Regions from separate parts of the Mus musculus genome. Here region 1 is linked to region 2. A link is a contact called in public HiChIP or PLAC-seq data. All regions are on one chromosome and are shown on one strand. Each heading gives the region's core, a stretch centred on a gene start, on an enhancer-like site or on the middle of the called end of the contact. The rest is flanking DNA. Distances are from core to core; before and after follow the strand shown.

Evidence for each region. HiChIP or PLAC-seq counts read pairs in DNA pulled down with a chosen protein or histone mark.
Region 1: an H3K4me3 HiChIP or PLAC-seq map of stem cell-derived neural progenitor cells shows a contact between it and region 2, with 3 times the contacts expected there. The contact joins the enhancer-like site here to the promoter of Foxa2 in region 2. A contact is called at or near these places in 5 of 39 promoter capture datasets (the 3T3-L1 cell line, the HPC-7 cell line, the SN4741 cell line and 2 more), 1 of 484 Hi-C or Micro-C datasets (myocytes), 3 of 115 datasets of contacts at active chromatin or transcription factors (embryonic forebrain, embryonic stem cells and stem cell-derived neural progenitor cells) and 1 of 9 other capture datasets (macrophages).

Annotation. Positions count from the first base shown.
Region 1 is chr2:148,649,635-148,653,179 of GRCm38.p6, reverse strand. No RefSeq gene overlaps it. Among named protein-coding and RNA genes, the nearest start is that of Nxt1, 21 kb to the left of the region's middle. Within about 2 kb of position 2,024, at least 17 of the 459 cell types and tissues checked have an H3K27ac peak or open chromatin away from gene starts, as enhancers often do. A contact at or near this core is called in stem cell-derived neural progenitor cells, where this site is marked.
Region 2 is chr2:148,044,523-148,047,693 of GRCm38.p6, reverse strand. Foxa2 (forkhead box A2) reads left to right here and starts at 1,746. Exons shown (of 2, transcript NM_001291065.1): 1 at 1,746-1,867; 2 at 2,870-3,171. The coding sequence starts at 1,781.

The DNA of each region.
Region 1 (3,545 bases), core at 775-3,274, 610 kb before region 2:
AGACCTTCACATTCACAATTCAACCTCTCTGGAAATATCCCTCAGGCACACCCAGAGGAGTAGCCTCTAATTCATTCTGATCCAGTCAAGATGACCATGAGGATTAACAAGCTTTACCTATCCAAACTACAGCATTGGGGGATTTGGATTAGAAGGGAAAAAAAGACCAGGGACAACAAGCTTTTTTCCAGAACCTTCCTTTGCTCCTTGATAGTTACACTATAGCTACAACACTGGCTTTAACACTTCATAGAATTAAAGGTAGCCTCTTCTTAGAAAAGTTTCCAGTAAAGAAATAAAAAATGAAATAAAATGAATAAATCTTTGGAAATAAAAACAAACAAACAAAAAAAAAAAAAAAAGGAAAGAAAGAAAAAGAAAAGTTCCCAGCAAGTGGATAGAGTCACATGGCTAGGTGTTGATAACTCCTCTGCCCCAACCCCATGAAGCCAGGTGCGTTTAAGTGAGAAAGAATTACAAATATATTTTGTCTGCAGAATTCTGGTCTAAGTTGTTAGAGGTCATCAAAGTAAAGTCTAAGAATTACAGTCAGGCCCATCTGCATTTGCAGTATGAAGGCTAACAACGTGGCTTCTGCCTACAACAGTGACTAGAGCTAGCTTGTAAGCAGTTGTTCACATAACTCCACTTTGTTCTTCTTATATGTCATGCAGCATGTTGGGGCATAGCCATGGTTGGATGCCACCCTTGCCTTGGTCCTGAGGTGAGGCTGTGGGAATATGTGGGGGAACAAATTAGGTTACCCATGATGACCAGGAAGTAAAGAGAAGGGGCTGAAAAGATACATCCCTAGTGACCCCTTTACTCCAGTTAAGCCCCATCCCTTACCTTACAACATACCCCAATGATGCTTTTATATTATGAATCCATCAAGGGATTAATACACAATCAAGTCAGAGCCCAAGCCATGCTATGTCCCATAAAGATAAAAAGCTTGGACATTTTCTCAAAGACTCCCCAGAAAGTAGAATAAAACATGCACAGAACTATACTGAGAAGCAGGAATTATTGTAGAAAGTCTGAATGAGACAATGTGGTTTGAATGAGAACTGTTCCCCATAGTTATTAACCAAGTATTTGAATACTTGGTCCCCAGTGTGTAGCACTGTCTGGGAGGTTGTAGAACCTTTAAGAGGTACAGCTTTCTGGAGGAAGTATGCCATTGGGAATGGGCTTTGAGAGTTTATACCTCTAACCTATAACCACTTTCTGCTTTGCTGTTGAAGATGTGTCTCAGCTTCCTTTCCAGCCACCTACTGTGATGCCTCCCCTACCATTGTAGACTCCCTATAGAGTCTACAATGCTACAATCTAAGCTAAAATATATAAGCTAAAATCAACTCTTTCTTTTATAAGTAGTTTTTGGTCAGTATTTTATCACAGCAACAGAAAAGTAGCTAATACAGGTGGCTAGGCCTTTCACGCATGGGTCATCAGGGAATATTTCATACCCAGACCATAACAATCTGGCCTAGAGGCATCTCATCATAAAGAGTAGCCATGCCGATCATACCATATTATATGCTTTCCTGAGGGTTACTTGGTTTTATAGCTACTAAAATGTTAGCTGTATTTCTCCATAGGGTCATCTATCTGTTGAATATTAGAATTTATTGTACTTCCAGTAGGAGGGGAAAGTGGAAACAGCACGTAACATGAAAAGGCAGTGCTATTTTCAGTACTAAATTGAGTGCAGGGAGCTTGCAGAGATGTAATGAATCAGCTTATGCAGTCACCAGGGACACTTAAATGATTGAAATACCTAGAAATAAAATCATATGGTTGACTCATGGAGACACATCTTCATAGGGAATCAGAGATATTCTGATTCTGAAAGATCAATGATGGAGAATTTAGTCATAGATCCAGAAAAGGGAGTCATTAGCATATTTTCCTGTTCAGATTCCCAACACACTAAGAATGGAGGCCTGCAGTCTTGAGAGAAGGGATGAGACACTGAGCTGGTCACTATAGCAACTAAGTGGTCAGACTCAGGCCTGACAGTCAGGAAGAACCTAGTGGGGCCACCCAAGTTTTCCAGGATGGCAAGAGACTTTTTAGTCACTCTAGGGAGTTCCATAGCCCTTGGTAAGTATTAAGAACCCTGTCCTGAAACATCTCAATATACAATCATCAACCTGAATTCTCATTAAACAAGAAAGAAAGCTTGTATGCAAAGGCAATCTGGTCACATCTGAGACACCCTTCCCCCCCCCCCCCCCAACACGTACTCCCCTCCCAGGAATGGTTGGTGGGCATAGCAAGCCATCTCCTAGGCAGAGACTGGAAAAAGAATGCAGGACTAGTGCTAATGTTATTTAACCAGAGATTGACAGAAAACAAAAGAGGACTCTGGTTCCCTGAGGGGGAGGACAAATGAGATGGGAGACTGAATTATTCATTTTTATTTACCTCTCCGGAACAGGCTGAAAAAGCTTATTTAGTAAAGGAATGAAAATGAGAGAAACGGGACCCAGCTGGCTCTGGAGAGAGGAGAGAGGCAAAGGCAAATGACATCTGGGTTCTGAATTATTTATTTGTCTTTATTCATCTGTTGGTTGTCTTTCATTCATTATAGCTCCATAGCTATGATTGATAGTAGAAGGCTTTGAAAAATAATAATAATAATAACAAAAATACAAAGTAAAGACCCAGAGTTATAAACCGCATTTATTCAAGGAATGATGTTTTACCATAGTAAATAGTAATTAACTTTAATAAAAGTCCTCAAAGATTAGTATAGATGATCATAGGATTGATGCTGTTCTCTTCAATAACCAAACACTGGTCATATTTGAGAAGGACCTTGCTTGCAAGTGTCAGTGCAGGTAAGGAGTAGGGGTGGCGTGGAGGTGGGGTTCCTGAGACAGCCTATCTGTGGAGTATCTTTTTTTTTTTTTTTTTTTTTTTTTTTTTTTAACTTCAGCAGAAGCAGATTCCAGGGCATGCTATCTTCCTTGTGCCCTAGAGTTGATTCACCAGGGATAAGGTTCAGAGCCCTTTGTATCACATACCTACTCTCTAGTCACCAGAAATAATTTCTCATGCCTTTAAATTGCACACTTAATTGAGTTGGGTCCAAAGCAAGAAAGGATGTGGCTGGACAGGTGTGGATGGGTGGTTAAGAGAGATGTTATTGATTCCATGGAAGAAATGATTCTTTCTTTATAGGTCTAGTGTTTGAAAATTTAAAAGAAGAAAAGAAAAAGCATTAATAAAAAGAGAGAAAAGGAAATGGTCCCTTAAGTAATTCTTTTATTTTTTTCTGGGACCCAAGAGGTGGCTCAGCAGGTAAGAGTGCATACTGCTTTTGTAGAGGACCTTTATTTGGTTTCTAGCAGTCATATCAACCAGCTCACAAGACCCTCTGTGTCTCCAGAGGATCTGTGACCCTTTTTTGGTATCTGTGGGATACCTGAATTCATATTAAAATTCTCACTCCAAGCTTACACCCATGTGTGGGTGAACACACACACACACACACAGACACACAGACACACACACAACTAAATTCTTCAAGGAGA
Region 2 (3,171 bases), core at 497-2,996:
CACCTCTATGTACTCTTCTTCTACCACACGAAATTGTGGACACCTGGATTTGGGCCAACTATTTCCTATTTTCTCCATCTCCTAGAGAGAAGAGTTTGGGACTGTATCCCTACATCCTAGTCACATTTTCAGAACCAAGAAAGACTGTCCACATAAAAACGCCGGCAAGACCCTCCACTCCAAAATCTAGGCTTACCTTAGTCTCGGTCTTGGTAGCTAACAATATAAATGACATACTCTGTTGTTTTCATGTTTGTTTTGTTTGGGGAGACAAGGTTTCTCTCTGTAGCCCGGATGTCTTGAAACTCACTCTATAGACTAGGTCAGCCTAGACTTCTCTGAGATCCTCCTGCCTCTGCCTCAAAGGCAGAAGACAACACTTCAAATGACACTTTTTAACACCTAGAAGCTAAAGAGAAAAGAAACTGAAATTTTCAATTTTTATAAGACAGTCCTGGTCTCTGCAGGCAGAGAACACAGATCCTCCTGAAGTCATCCCACAAGGCCCATTATTGATTTTTTTTCTCCTGCCCTACCCCCACCTACTGCCCTGTTTGTTTTAGTTACGAAATGCTTTGGGCACCTTGGATTTAACTGAAAAGTAACCTTGAAACACCGAGGCCCTCATGCCAGAGGCAAATCGCTGCCTCCCGGGTATTGGCTGCAGCTAAACGGGTCTCTCCAGGCCGACTGAGGTGGGTAGCCAGAAAGAGGACTGAGGTAACTGACGACCAGGGCGGCCAGACCACGCGAGTCCTACGCGCCTCCTGAGGCCGCCCCGGGACTTAACTGTAACGGGGAGGGGCCTCCGGAGCAGCGGCCAGCGAGTTAAAGGTGTGTACACAGTTTTTCTAAATAGGACAGCGCTTTGCAAATTGGCTGTCACCTGCTTGTTGTTTTGACAGGGAATGTGCACTAAAAGGGAGGAAACCCGAGATAAATAAATCTGGCTTGCCTCGCTTTGCAGGCCACCAAGGCGGTACGCGCCTTCGGATTGACGAACCCCGTGCTTGGGGCGATGAGGAGGGGCGGGGCGGGAGCAGGAGACCTGAGTTTCTCCAAGGGTGGCTTGATCCCAGGTCTCTGGGTCCACGGAAGACTCCCCGTGGACGTAAAGGAAGGGACTCCACCAGGGCGCCAGCACGCCTGCTTGCAGGTCGGGGTCTTGGGAGTGCCAGGGACAGCAGGAGATGGGCTAGCTCGGGGCGCCCAGCGGCAGGTGCGGAACGCTAGCCCTGGCTTCCTCTCACCTAAGTGTGAGCTGATTATTCAAATGGGCTGCCCGGGGTCTGGGGATTGGAGGCCAGCGCCAGCGCACCGCGCTATATCACCAGCCGCTCACGTCATTGCGGCACTTGTCCGCTGCGCGGTCCACACCTCCTCCTCCTCCTCCTCCCCCTCCTCTCGCTCTCCCCCCGCCCGCCCCCACGCCGCTAGCTTCCCGCCGCCTCCCGGCAGCTCGACACTGCCAGCCTCAGCCTGCACCGGCAGCCCCGGGAGCGCGGCGACAGAGTGCACGCCCGACGGCGAGTCTCGGGTTCCGGCCTCCAGGGTTCTTCGGCCCCCTCCTCCGCCAGCCACCTTCCCGCCCACTCCCAGCTACTTCCCGCCGCAGGCCGCGGGAGAGAGAGAGGAAGTGGAGTCCAGAGAGGGAGAGAGGGGGAGCGCGAGAGAGGGCGGGAGGGAGGGGACGGTACCATTGCTGACTTTTTTTTTTAAGAGGGTGGGGGTGGGGGCTGATTGCTGGTCGTTTGTTGTGGCTGTTAAATTTTAAACCGCCATGCACTCGGCTTCCAGTATGCTGGGAGCCGTGAAGATGGAAGGGCACGAGCCATCCGACTGGAGCAGCTACTACGCGGAGCCCGAGGTAAGCTCTTGCCCTGGCCAGGGAGAAGTGGGGTGACAGCTATCTCCGCGTCCCCAGCCTCCGCACGCTCCCTTCACCGGTACCCGCCCCCCCACCTCTAGCCTTCCTGGACAGCCGCCTTTTCCGCCCTCCTTCTACTCAAATGGGTCTCTTTTTTATACGACACACTGTTAGCCTTGAGATAATATTAACTTTGTGATCAAATATTGACTTGCGGCGCCTCCAAATCCTCTTCGTGGCCGAGCCACGCACTATCCTAACAGAGTTATGTTTGGCAGCGCGCGGCTGGGGAGGGGTGGGAGGTCGGCTGGCGAGGGGGTGGGGAGCTGGGGAAGAGAAGGTGGGTAGGAGTTGGGGACAGAGGTACAGGCAAAGAATCAAAGACCAGTGGACAAAGAGAAAAAAAGTTTGTCGCTACGAAGCCGGGACACTAACAGTTCCTAGCCGAGTTGGCGGTCCCTTCCTTATTCCTCCACGCGATGCCTCCAGCTGCTCCCGGACTCTGTGCAGGCACTGCGCTTCACTCCCCTATGACTAAGGAGTGGGGTCCCGGTACGAAACCCCAGAATAGAGGACACTGAGATGATTTTCGCTTGAGACTGCCCCAGTGAGGTTCCAAAGGTGGCTTTTGACTACCTGGGATAGCAACGGAGATTTCCGGCCTCGGTGCTGACTCAGTGTGCTGGCCAGCTGATTTGAGGAGCCCCTAGGGAGAGTAAAATACATTTGGGGCGCCTGAGTTGGCGGTGGTCCAGGTCACTGAAGTTCTAGAATCTGGGCGAGGCTGAGCCTCAGGTCCCGCTGGCCCTAGGGCGATCTCTTTTCCGGCTCTCTTTGGGGCCCAGAGGACTTGGTGTTGGTGCACTGGGATCCAGGGAAAGCAAGAGATTCCAGAGGCTTGCACGAATTGCGGGGGACTGGGTCCAACTGGTGGGTGGGTGGGAAGATCGGGCGAGCTCAGCCTAGGTGCTAACCTGTCTCCTCCCCGGGCTCTGTCCGCAGGGCTACTCTTCCGTGAGCAACATGAACGCCGGCCTGGGGATGAATGGCATGAACACATACATGAGCATGTCCGCGGCTGCCATGGGCGGCGGTTCCGGCAACATGAGCGCGGGCTCCATGAACATGTCATCCTATGTGGGCGCTGGAATGAGCCCGTCGCTAGCTGGCATGTCCCCGGGCGCCGGCGCCATGGCGGGCATGAGCGGCTCAGCCGGGGCGGCCGGCGTGGCGGGCATGGGACCTCACCTGAGTCCGAGTCTGAGCCCGCTCGGGGGACAGGCGGCCGGGGCCATGGGTGGCCT